Regions from separate parts of the Sus scrofa genome. Here region 2 is linked to region 1. Evidence: chromatin contacts called from public Hi-C data. All regions are on one chromosome and are shown on one strand. The core of a region is the stretch at or near the end of the contact, and the rest is flanking DNA. Distances in the headings are between cores, read along the strand shown.

What was found. Hi-C and Micro-C count contacts between places; a contact is called where the count stands out from the background.
Region 2: a contact with region 1 is called in a Hi-C map of embryonic fibroblasts, with 1.8 times the contacts expected there. The contact joins the promoter of LOC110259338 here to the promoter of ZNF317 in region 1. A contact is called at or near these places in 2 of 47 Hi-C or Micro-C datasets (embryonic fibroblasts and heart right ventricle).

The regions. Positions count from the first base shown.
Region 1 is chr2:67,310,781-67,313,480 of Sscrofa11.1, forward strand. It overlaps ZNF317 (zinc finger protein 317), which reads left to right and starts at 1,368. Exons shown (of 6, transcript XM_021083756.1): 1 at 1,368-1,549.
Region 2 is chr2:67,906,543-67,909,242 of Sscrofa11.1, forward strand. It overlaps LOC110259338 (zinc finger protein 177-like), which reads right to left and starts at 1,322. Exons shown (of 8, transcript XM_021083761.1): 1 at 873-1,322.

The DNA.
Region 1 (2,700 bases), core at 118-2,617:
CTTAGTTTCTGCAAAAGAACTCAGATATATTATTATGTATATTCCTCAAGGAGGAACCAGTATCTTGCTTTAATCACTGCACTATAGTTTCTTGATTATTCTTGCTTTTTTTTCTGCATTCATTATTTCCCTGATTAGTACCTATTTGAATCTACCCTTTGGAACTCAGGGCGGGTAATAGGAGGCTGAATCTTTTATCCTGCAAATAAGAAAATGAGGGACCTGGAAAGGCTTTTTGCCCAGGAGGGTCCCACCGGTCCCGCTCAATTTACAATCCATCAGGTCCAACAGTGAACTTTCTGGACTCAGAAACAAGAAAAAAATATTTCTGGCAAACCAATCAGATTCTTGGCTAATGATCAAGGTAGAACTGAGTATTTCCTATTGAATCAAAGAAGAGTCCAGGATGTTGCCAAGGTTTACAATGGAAATGTGGAAAGATGGGGTTGCTGTTATTTGAAGTTGAGAAGGTGGAGCCAGGAGTTTAATTTGCGGCTTTTTTTTTTTTTTTTTTTTTTTTTGGTCTTTTTAGGGTGGAACCCACAAGATATGGAGTTTCCCAGGCTAGGGGTCCAATCAGAGCTGTAGCCACTGGCCTATACCACAGCCACAGCAACTCGGGATCTGAACCTCGTGTGTGACCTACACCACAGGTCATGGCAATGCTCCATTCTTAATCTACTGAGCAAGGCCAGGGATGGAAACTGCATACTCATGGATGCTACTTGGGTTTGTTAACCGCTGAGCCATAACAGGAACTTCTAATTTGTGGCATTTTAATGTATCTATAAAATATCCAAGTGGAGAGAATATCTCATTCCAAATGGAATTTAGAGTAGAGGTGTGGAGCTGTGGATGGAAACTTCCATCTTGACTATTAAATAGCACTTAAAAGTGGTAAGATTCACTGCTACCTCAAAGATTATAAATTGCAAAGACGCCTGAGAACTGAGACCCAAGGCATTTGAAAAATTAGAAGGTGGGGTGAAGGATAAACGAATCCGATTAGTATCCATGAGGATGCGGGTTCCATCCCTGACCTTGCTCAGCGGGTAGGGGAATCTAGCCTTGTGGTGACCAGTGGCACAGATGTGGTTCTGGAGCAGGCAGTCAGCTATAGCTCTGATTCCACCCCTAGCCTGAGAACTTCCATATGTTGAGGGTGTGGCCCTAAAAAGAAAGAAAACAAACAAACAAACAAACAAAAAAAGAAGTTGGAGGAACCCAGCAAGATCAGTAGATTCCACGTATACAATACCCCAAAGGCTGCCTAAATTCGAGAACTACATTTCCCAGAATCCTTTCCACCCTGTGCTTCCAGGTTAGCGGTCCTGTTATGAAATCCCGCGACACTTAGAAGGCGGAAGTGGAGCGGAAGCCATTACTCTCCGGAGGCAATTCCCCCTGTACACATGGGCAGAGGAGTGGTCCGCAGCGGCTTGTTCACAGCTGTAGGTCTCCGCGGCAGATCAGACCATCGTATGAACTTCTCCTCCCTTCAGCGGCAGCTTCCATGACCTCCGCTCCCCCTGATTCTGCCCTTAGTTGTGTAAGCCTCTCTTTCCTCATTTAACCCTTAACTCCCGGCCTTCCTGAGGACACGAGAGGCCCACAAACCGGGAGGAGTTAGTGGGGACGGGGACCTGGGACTGGGAAGCCAGGCAGCTGGGCGGAGTGTGTTTTAGAGCCTGTAATAAGCGATATGAAACGCTGGTGACTAAGTTTAGGTCCGCTGTATTTAGCGGTGAGGGGGAAGCATTGGCGGTATGGTCCAAAAAACCTGACAGATTGGGATGGAGACAGGAAAAAGCCCGGCGAAGTGAGTTCAGGACTTTATTGGAGGACGGGAGTGGGGTTAGGAATTGGAAACCTGCAGGAATAAACTACTTACCTTTTGCTTTGTGTTCAGTTTTGTCTAATATTAATAGGAGCACACTGGTTTTGTTAGCATTTGTCTTGAATGCTTTTTACGCTTAAAATTTCCATATACTTTATTTGCTTGAGGTGACTTTCATGTACATAGCCTGTAACTAGATTTAGAAACTCACTGAAACGTTGTTGTTTAATTTGACAGTCCATTAATATTTATCATGGTTACTAATATTTTGCATTGGTTTCTAGCGTCTTATTTGGTGCTTCCTATTCTTTTCCCTTCAATATTTATTCTTTTATTGGAATACTGAACATATATGGCCCCGCAAAGTATGAGGACATACGAAATAAAAAGAAAAAAAAAAGCGAATCCACAAACCAGGCCAAGAAAAATAAGATTATGAAACTTCAGAAACCTGTATTCGCCTAAACTCTATCCTACTCTTTCCCCAGGATTTTCTTTGTCGATCTTACTGTTGATGTATTCTCAAAGATGTATTTCTTGGGAGTTCCCATCGTGGCTCAGTGGAAGCGAACACAGCTAGAATCCATGAGGATGCATTTCGATCCCTGGCCTCGTTTGGGTCGGGGAACCAGCATCGCTCTGAGCTGTGGTGTAGGTTGCAGAGGCAGCTCGAATTCTGAGTTGATGTGGTTGTGGTGTAAGCCAGCAGCTGGAACTCGGATTCCACCCCTAGCCTGGGAACTTACATATGCTTTGGGTGCAGCCAAAAACAGCAAAAAAAAAAAAAAAATATATATATATATATATATATATGTATAATATATATATATATTTCTTAATTTTGGTAATTACTTGTAAGTGGA
Region 2 (2,700 bases), core at 72-2,571, 600 kb after region 1:
CATTAGTCATTAATTTTATTAACAGTTTTATATTGATAACAGCTAAATTGGGTTAAATAAGATCTATTATAAAAATATCTTTGACTACTAAAATTATTTAAAATTACATCTGTACTTCACATTATATTTTTATTAGACAGTACTGCTCTAGACTCAACATCCACTTTATGAGATAGGGAAGTTAATTAAAAGCATGGGAAAACCATATCATATCAGAATGCCAACATTTAACAGTATAACTTAACTGGAATTTGCAGTAACCAAAATGAAATTTTTAATACAGGCAAATAAATGTATTTTAGGTAAAAGAGATCTAAAACCAAAATGCATCTTACACATCTTCTTTGGGTCCTAGCTCGAGAATCATAGACACTTTTGGCAAACCGGAGAAATTTTGACTTTCTCGATGGACAACTGAGGTGTTTTTAGTAGGAGATTGTCCTCATTCTTAGGAGATGCATGCTTAAGAGTAAAGGGTGAGGTGAATATCTGCAATTTCCCATTAAATGGTTCGTCATAATATGAATGACAAGAGACAAATGAGACGAAAAAAATCTCATTTATCAAAATGTTCCTTTTATTGACTCCACAGATTTTCTTTAGATAGGAACTTCAAGATGATTACTTGGAAGGGAAAATCCACCCGTCAAAACCCATTTTACTCATGGTAAATTCAATTTCAACTTCTGTACGAACACAACTCAGTCTGCATGGTCTTCCTTACCAGAGACTCCTGTCCTTTGAAGCTTTGGAGGCTTTATAGGGCTCTGATGAGGTACACTTAGTGTTTTACGAATGCATTTATTGATATCAGTCACACGTGCTCCCTATTAACCCGGGAAGCTTTCTCTTTCCAACAGAATACAACTTACCAAACTTGAATAACGGACAATCAGCCGGGACAATTCCACCGAATGCTCCCCGGGACTTGGGGACAAGGGGCCGTTATGGTCGGAGTCATTGACGAGAACGACGGAAATGCTTTTTCTTTTCCTTCCGGGGCAAGGACCCAGCGGTTGCTCCGGAGGCTTTTAAAAGGGGAGCACAAAGGATGGAGAAAAGTACTGACAGACCCGTCTCCTCCCAGAGCTGCCGCCACGGACCCAAGCCGGCCAAGCGAGCCAGAGCTCTCGGCTGACGGGCAGCCGCCCAGGAGCGTCAGGCGAGAGGCCCGTGTGGCCAGTTCAGCTCATCCCTTGACTTGAGCCTCCCCTTTGGTCTCGTCCTCTCTCGCTTGACCGCACAGAGGACTGACCGCCAAATGCCGAATATTTCAGCCTCAGACCCGGGTAAGAGCGCCCTTGCGACAGCTACTGCCTGCGCACGCGCATACTCCAACGCACCCACGCAGTTCCAGTCTCCGCCTACTGCGTAAGGGGCGGGGCCTGGGGGGATGCTGAAGGCTGCAGTTTTTTCCAGGAGGGGCTGAAGAACTGCTCTTTTCCTACCACGAAGAAGGGATGGGGGGCTGGTCTGGACTCCAGTGGGGGCTATGGCACAGAACCGGTACAGTAGTTTGTTTTCCTCCATAGCCTGTGCGTCTTACATGCACTATATTCTGTGGGGAGATGGGGGAGACTATAGCCTGAGAGGCAGCTTTTAGATAGCTTTGAGAAACCACTCCAAAGAGCTAGGGGATGGGCAGGGAAGGCCTTATATCTGTGATTTTGGTGAAGGCAGGACGTACATGCCTTCAAGCACATATTTTGCAGAAGGTTGCTGCTAGTCACATGAAGCAGACATCACTATGAAGGATTTTAGTGCTTTTCTAGATATGAGGAGATACAAGAATTGGGCTCATAAATCTCTTGAAAATATCTATCTGAAGACCTGTATTGCCAGTTTTTCCCAGAGCACAGATTGCCTCATTCCTGATCTCCACCCTGAACTCCTTACAGCAGTTGTAGTGACTCATGATTCTATCCTTCTAGAGGCAGATGGCAAGTGCTAATCTCCAGTTGGCACCTATGTGAATAACAGTTGCTTTCAAATAGAGAGGTAGTTGAATGCATCATACCCACTGTTGCACAACTTTGCAGACCTTTCCCCACAGGGATAATGAATACAGTCAGGGCATAACTGTACTTGATGTTTTCACATGTGCCATAAATTCACTGTGCACCATTTACTTTTTTTCAATATAGTTTAGCTTCCTCTCTGTGGTTCCCCTTACCTGGGAAGGGAGCAACAAACTGCCGTTAAGGCGAGGGGCAGCAAATGCTTCAGTATCTCAGTCTGGGGCCTCTGACACTGGAGGTAAAGAGATGACCCTAAGTTTAAGTCTGAGATGGCTGCTGCCAACTGTGTGGCTGAGGTTGCTGTCCTGGAGCAAGGGGATTCTTTAGCTACTGAGTTGCAAGAGCGACTGTAATGCCCAGCTGATCTCGAATTTCCATTATGTTCAAAGTCTGTAAGAGCTTGACAATCTACTTCAAATAACAAGAGAAAAAGAAAACAACTCGTTATAATTTGAGAGACCAAAAGAGGGATGGTTCTTGATATCATCCTAGAATTGGTCAAAGGCTAACTCTGCCTGACCTCCTAGGGCAGACATTCATAGGTTTTAATAGTAAGAAGGAGGCAGAGATAATTAAAGTCGCAATGCATGGTCTACCAAAGGTCTTAGGAAACCTCTAAGTTGTCTTTTGATAAAAGGAAAGGGAATTTTGTTTTTTTTCTCTTTTTTTGGCTGCCTGCAGC